2 separate regions of the Mus musculus genome follow, and region 2 is linked to region 1. The links are chromatin contacts, called in public HiChIP or PLAC-seq maps. All regions are on one chromosome and are shown on one strand. The core of a region is the stretch at or near the end of the contact, and the rest is flanking DNA. Distances in the headings are between cores, read along the strand shown.

What was found. HiChIP or PLAC-seq counts read pairs in DNA pulled down with a chosen protein or histone mark.
Region 2: an H3K4me3 HiChIP or PLAC-seq map of embryonic stem cells shows a contact between it and region 1, with 59 read pairs. The contact joins the enhancer-like site here to the promoter of Casz1 in region 1. A contact is called at or near these places in 13 of 39 promoter capture datasets (the 3T3-L1 cell line, 3T3-L1-derived adipocytes, the C10 cell line and 10 more), 26 of 484 Hi-C or Micro-C datasets (the HL-1 cell line, the N1E-115 cell line, Sertoli cells and 17 more), 17 of 115 datasets of contacts at active chromatin or transcription factors (the 230-238 cell line, astrocytes, a beta-TC-6 cell line and 10 more) and 5 of 9 other capture datasets (adipose tissue, embryonic tail, embryonic trunk and 2 more).

The regions. Positions count from the first base shown.
Region 1 is chr4:148,802,395-148,806,732 of GRCm38.p6, reverse strand. Casz1 (castor zinc finger 1) reads right to left here and starts at 2,341. Exons shown (of 21, transcript NM_001159344.1): 1 at 2,219-2,341.
Region 2 is chr4:148,853,965-148,858,162 of GRCm38.p6, reverse strand. The region is part of intron 2 of Casz1 (castor zinc finger 1); the gene reads right to left. Among named protein-coding and RNA genes, the nearest start is that of Gm42352, 15 kb to the left of the region's middle. Within about 2 kb of position 2,477, at least 11 of the 459 cell types and tissues checked have an H3K27ac peak or open chromatin away from gene starts, as enhancers often do. A contact at or near this core is called in cortical neurons, embryonic stem cells, pancreatic islet and 1 more, where this site is marked.

The DNA.
Region 1 (4,338 bases), core at 1,092-3,591:
GCGCGCCCATACCAGCTTGGAGGCGGCCTAAATTTACCAACTTTGTCCGGAGACTACTTTACCCCATCCCACCCCCAACCTCTGTGACTGTATTAAGCGTTAGCTGGACAGATACACACACCGAGGGCCGCGCCCCCCACACTCCTTTGGAGAAGCGACGTACACGCTCAGTCTCCCCAACATTCTGCCAGGTTTAGGGGAGCTCCAGCTCGGAGGAGGGGTATTATCCCTGCTGGAACACATCTTCCACCCAGGCATCTACATCTTCACCCTTCCCAGCGTGACTGGATGGAGGTCCTCGCCGCACCCAGGCCGGCTTCGCAAGCCGAAGCTGAATCTGGAGAAACTTGTCTGCGGGGAGAAGCGGTCCCTGGCCTCACTCCTCTCCTCCCCCAGCTCGGGGACCCCGGTCGGGGAAGACTTGGAAGAAGAATCTGTGCCCACCCCCTAGAGAAAAATCTATTATTATGATCTTAATCTACGCCCCCAAAGTGTCCCTCCCGCTGTGATTGACGGCGCATACACCTGTTCCCCTCTCAGAGTAGAGTCCAAACGCTGGGGACAGACATTCGCTCAACCGCTTCTCGGCCGCCCAGCGCCCGCCCGCGCCCGGGCACCCCCGCCCGCAGCCCCAGTGCTCCCCTGGTCGAATCTCTCCACCCTAGGAGGCCGCCCCCTCCCCTCCCAGGCCTTGCTCCCCGGCTTCTCCCGCTCCGGGTCGCGCTGGCTTCGAAAAGAGAGAGAAAGAACAGAAAGCAAAACTTCCTGGCGGCCGACGGTCATCAGCTGCACATTCTGCAAATGCCACCGAGTAAAAATAAACCGGCCGCCGCTCCGCCCGGCCGGCTCACCCCGGGCGCACGACTCAGCCCCCTGTCCCGGGAGGTCCACGGCTGAGGGTCTGTCTGGCAGGGTCCCCTGATTCCCGCGCACCCCTCAGAGTCCCACTCCGTCAGTTACCACTTGACGCTCCTGTATAGTGAAGGTCGACCCAAGAGTCCTGGTGGCCCAGTCATCTCCCCTTCACTGTCCCCTGTGCCCCTACATGCTCCTGTCCTCTGCCAGGAGCCGATTTCAGCCCCATGTCCTCTCCACACGCTAAACCCCCGAGGTCCTCCTCAGCCCACCTAGGGTCACAGACCCCGTCCAATCCTCTCCTATCCCTAGAGAGAGCCCCCACCTCCGGCGCCGGAGCTCACCGCTCCACCCGCAATCGGGCCTGCCAACCCAGCGTCCCAAGTCCCCGGGCGCAACTTCTCTCTCCGCGCACACAGTAGCCGCCACAACTCCCCCGGAACTTTTCCCCAGATCCAGGGCGAGCTTCAGCCGACAGCAGAGCGGTCGGAGCCAGTACCCAGCGTTGCGAGCCGGAGCCCGGGGGGGGACTCGGGGGTAGGGGGAAAGAGTAAGAAGCGCCACTTGCCGCGCTTGGAGCGGCGCACTTGAGATAAACTTCCCAGGCACAGATAGAAAAGGGGGCGCCGCTCCCCAGATCCCAGAACCCTCTTGCCTTCATTTTCCCACCCGGAGCTCCCCTTGGCACCCTGCGCCTACGCGAACACTGCCTACCTCTGCTGGCAGAACATACACCCCGGTGTCGGGGCACAAGAGCCGGCTAGAGGAGATCCCCACCCACCCCTTCCCTTGGGCAAAGTCTTGCAAAGTCACCCCAGGAGCCCCTCACCCCTGCCTCCTTCTCTCCTCCAGACAGCTCACGACCCCCCTGCAGCAGGAGGGGGCGTGGGAGAAGGAACGATCACCCAGTATTGGCAAGCACCTGCGCCCCCAGCCCACTGCGCGGAAAGCGCCCCCACCCTAGTTGCAAAGTCCTGTACTCGTGCCTGGCACCTCCCCCTCTTCTCCCCTACCCCGCCGACCCCTCAGTTGGAGTAAGTGACCCCCAGGAGCTGCAGCCCTCCCTCCACTGGAGCGGCTCGCCGGGCATTCCCCTGGTCACTGCGGGCGCCGCGCCGCCCCGCGCCGGGGTGCCAGCCCTCTGTGCCCCCTACCTCCCGTACAGCCGGAGTTGGGTGGCAGCCGCCGCTCGCAGGCTGGCTGGCTCGGTCGTTCGCTCGTTCGCCCGCTCCCAGCTGCAAGCGGCAACCCCGGGGGTAGTGAACTGCACCGGGACAAGGGTGAAACCTGGAGGCGCCCCAATAGGCCCGCAGAGGTGGAGGGCTTGAAGGGGCCGCGGTGGAAGGAGCGCCGAGTCTCTTACCTGCACTTGGGGCGGCTTTGGGTGACTTTCCAAGTCCGGGGAAAAATGTGTGTGTGTTTGGGATGGAGCGCCGCGGGCGCGCATGCGCGACCGAAGTTGCCGGATCCCGGATTTTTCGCTCCCAGTCTCCGCTCTCGCCCGCTGTGATTATGGAATTCTCCGCGGCCGAACGGGCGAGTGGGTGGCATGCAAAACCCGGGCCGGATCGCGGGGCTGGGCTCCGCTCCACCCTCACACCCCCAGACCTTCCCCTCTAGCATTCTTCCCACCCACCGCCAAGGCTGGGCTCCGCGTGCGCGCGCGGCGAGATCGGCCAGCGAAGCAGAATCAGAGCGCGCTGCTCCCTTGTGCGGTTCCGGAAGGTTTCTACACCCTCTGAATGGAGTTGAGACTGGGACAGAAGAAAGGGACAAGGGTGCGTTACTTTCCAGCTATTCTGAACCCTTTGACACCCCGAGTTTGGTTCCCACTTTTTCAATGAAAATTGGCTCTCTTTTTTGCAAGCCAGACTGTTAGAAGAGTCGAATGAAATCTTCCCTGTTTGATATTTTCTTTGCTCTTACTCTCTGCAAAGGGGAGTTTTCATTCAGCCCCTTATGCAAGAAATAAATCCTTAAGTGAGCAAGACAGGCCACGCAGAACAACCTTACTCTATGCGTGGGAGGAGGGCAAATCATGTGCATTAAAACGAGAATGCTGCAAAGTGAAAGATCCACGGAGAAAGCAGAGTGTCTTGGGGGAGACGATCCCTTGGCCTGGAGATGGGAGGTGACAGCCGTTTTCATCTCCCCTGAAGGACACTTTGCATCCTTGCAATACCCTAGCAGGGCCTCTTAGCTGTCTACGCGGGTCACCGGTCCTCTGGCCCTAACACCTGGTCCTTCCTCTCCCAGTCAGGCTACCACACCCCAGCATAGACTCAGCGATGATACCCATTTTGTTCCTACTGCAGAATTCAGGATGGAAATTCAGGAAGTGAGACCAAAAAAAAAAAAAAAAAAAAATCAAAGGCGAAGGACCCCCAGGCAAGATGAGTTAGAAACTGACCGCTGTAATAGGCAAATTATTAATTGCATAAATAAGCAAAAGTGCAAAGCATAATCCAACTTCGAGGTGCACTTTACACAGTGAGTTCTGCTCAGAGAAAATGCCGCCCACAATGCCCAGCCCTGCTGGGGACTGGGGCCTACTGGAAAGCTTTTGCTCTGCTTCATGACCCTACTGTCTTGCCTGGCCAGCGCTAGGACAGTCGCCTGCTGGGATGTGTTCCCTGCCCTGCTGTGAGCTCAAAGTTCATTGGTCCAGAGGCAAATGACCAGAGTCTGAGGCTCTCTGGCCCTGAGGTGGTAGAGTTCCTAAATAAAACCTCTGGGTCAGTGCTGTGAGGTGTCACACACTCCTCAGATGCTATGGTAAGTGACAGCTGTGTCACACTTGTAGGAAAATAAACTGGAGCAAAACAAAAACATACACAACAACAACAACAAATCCAGACCTCACTACTCAGATTTGACAGCCCACGAAGAGCAGATTTGGGGGTTTGGACAACCCCAAATCCACCAGTTCATCTTGGTCTCTTCCCTCCTTATTCCAAGAATTAACAGAAGTCATCTGCAGCCGCAACAGACTGTGGCCTACGTCTCCCCTTCCATCTCCCATCCTTAGCTCCCAGGCTTCAGACTCATCCAAGTATTTCTGAGATACTTGAACCTGGTGACTCAGGAGAACACATGCCCTCCCCACCCCAATGCCCCCCTCCCCCAGAGATCTCAAGCTCAATCCTGCCAGCCCACACGGAGAGAAACTGAGTCACTGTCATCCGAGAGGTGACAAAGTAGGCCTGCTCACCACTGCAGCAGCAGCCAACAACTTGAGCTACAGGGACAGACCACCAGCCACTCACCAACTGGGTGACCTTGAATGAGACATTTGACCTCTGTACCTCAGTTATCCCAACAGAGAAATGGGGCTGATAACAGTATTGCTGTCTGGGAGCGTTGCAAGACTAACGTAGGTTAATGCAGGAAAAGGGCTTGGGCCAAGATATTGATCTGTAAGTGCCAGTAACTGTCCTTGTTCCTGGGGACATCCAGTACCCCTCCTTCCTTCAAGTCCTCTCC
Region 2 (4,198 bases), core at 1,228-3,727, 51 kb before region 1:
CATGTGCAGCTCATGAATATTTCAGCGGCCATTTATTTATCCCTGTACCATCCAGCTTGCTGGGCCAGGGACCCAAGGTGGATAAATATAGCCACTAAACGATCAATGGGGCATCCGCTCCCGTATACTAGCCACATCCATTAGGCCCCTCGTTCCCACAACCTGCTGGCTGGGCACCTTGTCCTGTTCAATTGGTTTCCGGTTTTCATTAGTGGTGGAGGCACAGCCCCTCTCCAACCCTGGGTGTCCCCCTTCACCTCCTCTGGGTCCTCCCCTCCTCCGGCTGGGCACGGAGCCCAAGGCTGCTGTCAGCTTGGAGGGGCCTATCAGAAATCCCCGCCCATCAGAATAGGGAATCATCAGAGGTGGCGTTGAACTGAGTCAGATCTCACCTGACTGTACAGAGGGTAATAGAGCTGCCATACAAAAGCTGGCCAGCATCACAATCCACATACAGGATGCTGGGACTCTGGACTGCACGCCCTGAAGTTCCAGTGTGATTCCCATACCGGGAAGAAAGATGCTTGCGGGAGTTACCTGGCTGTAAGGATTGGGGTTCCTTGGGCTGCCACAAGAGGACTCTTAGCTCCATTAGTCAAAACTGTTCCCCTCAGCTGCATGTTGCAGAGGAGCCACCTCTCTGGCTGCTCACCGAGGCCAGATCCCTGCTTCCTGCCTGCCATCCAGAGTGCCTCCCAGTAGCCTGGAGGTCCCTGTTCCTGGATTGAACTCAGGACATCTGCAGAGGGCCACAGTACAGCACAGAGGCTGCTGTGCACAGTCAGGCAGCGACACTGAGGACACTACTAGCCCAGCTCTGGAAAGGGTTCTGACCCCCTTACTCAACAAACACTCACTTGGCACCTACCACATGCCCAACCTCTGTCTTAAGCATTGGTTAAGGGAGATGGACGTGGAGCTCCGGCTTTAACCCAGGCAAGGATGGGGGTGCTGGAAAAGGGACGTTACCATAACCACGGAATCGACGAAACACAAGTTCTTGGAGGGCAAACAGAGAGAGTGACTGAGGAATATATGGGGTGACTTTAGGCAGTCTGAAGAGGTGACATTTAAACAACTGGAGGCCTAAACGATAAAGGAGACACAGCAGCCTGGGCCTTCTGTGTCAAGAGGGTGGGAAGGGGAAGCTGGCAGAGGGAGAACCAGCAGAAGCAGGCCACTCCACCTACCCCCTCCCCTCCTTTGGTACAAAGCCAGGCTATAAGCCCAGGAAAGTCTCAGGGAGCACCCGTGTCTACAGTAGACCCATAGCACAAAACATAGCCTAGGAAGGGTGAGAGGAGAAAACCCAAGTTGTGGGAGGACAAAGGCTTGCAGAGGCCCAGGGACCCAGGCCCACAGTCTGTTGGTGGTAGATGCAAGCCCCTCCCCGCACAGCCACCTCTGGGACAGGCCAACTCGAGTCCTGGCTACACTAGGAAGCCACAGGGCTGTGGTGACCAAGAACCAGGGCTTGCCAGCCTCTAATTCCACAGTGAAACAGCTCTGAGTGTCGGTCAGCTACCTATTCCCGTGGCGATCAAGACACAAGGCGGGCTGTAGGTGCAGAGAAAGATCAAGTACAAATCCCAGAGGGAGAGGGAGAGGGAGGCAGGCCTGTGCCTTTAAAAGAATTTTCATTTAAAGGCTCTTCTCTCTTCCACCATTTCAGTGATCTATATGCAAATATGCTAATGCATGCAAATTAAGACACCACTTTTAGTCCCAATTTAATAGAAAGCATTAAAATACCATTTTTTTTTCCAAAAAACTCCATATGCATGAAGGAAGGTTTTTTTTTTTTTCTTTTCCCTTTTTTTTTTTTTTTTTTTTTTTTTTTTACTTTTCGTTAAAGTCACATTCCGGCAGCAATTTTATGCTGTCAAAATGTTCTCAACAAGGGGAGATTTGACTGGTTTCTTCGGGAGCCAGTAACAGGAAGCTTGGGTGCAGCCTCCTTTCTTTCTTTCTTTCTTTCTTTCTTTCTTTCTTTCTTTCTTTCTTTCTTTCTTTCTTTCTTTCTTCCTTCCTTCCTTCCTTCCTTCCTTCCTTCCTTCCTTCTTTCCTTCTGTCTATCTGTCTGTCTTCCAATCTTTCAATCTTTCTTAATTTTGCTTAGGATTTGGGGCAAAGAAGGAAAGAGGCGGGAAAAAGACAACGCTGAACAAGTCATCTGGGCATCTTTCAGGATCTTTCTGCTTCCAGGCCAGGGTCCAGCTTTGTGGCTGCATCAAACTTACAGGCCAGGAAGAGTTGCACCATTGAGGCATCCTGGGTGGCTCCTGCTCTCTCTTGGGCAGGGGGCACCACAGAAGCTTATCTGCAATGATTATCACTGCTGGGCACATCGCCCACTGGCTCAGGGATTGCTGGCCATGCCTAGCATGAACATACAGTGCCCTCTGTCAAGGACAAGGGGAGGGCGTACCGGAGTGGGGGAAGGGTGTGGAATGTGAGGCTTGTGCCCCTGGGGAGGCACAGCAGCCGGAGCTACACCTTAGGGCTATCCTTACCACCTATCTTTCTGTACTCAAGCTTAGTACCTCCCCTTGGATCAGCAGATCTTTTCCAGAGCTTCCTCAAAAGGCCAAGCTAGTCACACAGCCTTCCGGTGGCTTTTGTTTATTTGGTTGGTTGGTTTGTTGTTGTTGTTGTTATTTTGTTTTGTTGAGACAGAGTTTCTCTGTGTAACCCTGACTGTCCTGGACCTCACTCTGTAGACCAGGCTGGCCTTGAACTCAGAGATCCACCTGCCTCTGCCTCCCTAGTACTGGGATAAAAGTCGTGCACCATCACCACCTGGCTCCTGTGGCTTCTTATCTTTGATATAAATGGTCTCCATCAGAACAACCGCCTACTAGCCCGTGTAGTCCCCAGACTACAGTTTGGCCCCAAATGCAAAGACTGAGTGGGGCTAGGTCAGTCATTTCAGAGGCACAGCAATCCATCTCTCTGTTTCTTTGGGCAGTCCTTTTGGAGGCCAAATTGCTCCTGGAGCCCTGACTACCCTGGCATACATATTTGACTAGCTCCTCCATGGTTCAGAACCTTTCCTTCCTGAGTGAAGTTAAGCCACTGCAGATTTCTGAAGACTACAACGTGTTCTGGCCTCTCCTGCGAGGGAGTGGGGGGGCAGGAAAAGGCAGCTCTCACCAACAGGGGCCTGCAGATGAGGTCCTACGTCCCAACTACCTGAGTGTATCCTCGCTTGGAGGCTATGGTGGACACTGCCTCCTTGCCTTCTGGGAAATCCTCCCACTTCCCCAGCTTTCGCTGTGAGGCTGTGACGCCTGCAGGAGATCCTACACTCCCCCTCTCAGAGGCCCTAAACCAGAAGCAGCACCAATCCTGCATCACCAACCAGTTAGACTCACAGAGGTGAGCCACTTTCCTCTCACCACTGATCAAATGACAATGAGTCCTGCATCTTCTCCATTGCCAGAACCAGCCTGATGGCAAACACCAGGCCTTGCTCTGCCTGGCTCAGTTAAGAACCCAAGCCAGGCAGTGCTTTCAATCCCAGCACTTGGAAGGCAGAGACAGGTGGATCTCTGTGAGTTCGAGGTCAGCCTGGTTTACAGAGCTCATTCTAGGATAGACAGCCAAAGAAACCCTGTCTTGAACAAACAAACAAACAAACAAACAAGCAAACAAGCAACTTTAAGCTGACCCCTCTCCAACCATCTGCACCACCCAGAGCCTCAGCTCTACATCCATATAATGGGAGAGAAACAAACAAAAAACAGTCACAGCTCATCCCTGCTACCTTCTGGCTCCATCTGTTCACCTCTGCAGAACAGATGGGAATACAGACAGGGTGGGGGCAGGTCTCCCCGGGCCAGGTCAGTGATGCAACTGACTCTCTGGGGTTTCACTGCTCGTAGTGGAGAACCTGAAGGCTGTAAGCCAGGAGGTCTAACACTGCTAAGAAAGCTAAGAGGGAGAGGGGAGGAGGGGAGGAAAAGGAGGGGGAGGAGGAAGGGGAGAAGGGGGAGGGGGTAAGAGGGAGGGAGAAAGGGAGGAGGGGAGAGAAGGAAGGGGAAGGAAGAGGGGGAGGTGAGGAAGGAGGAGGGGTAGGTGGGGAAAGAAGAGGGGGAGGTGAGGAAGGACGAGGGGGAGGGAGGAGGGGAGAGAAGGAAGGGGAAGAGGAGGGGCAGGTGGGGAAGGAAGAGGGGGAGAGAAGGTGACAAACAGGAGG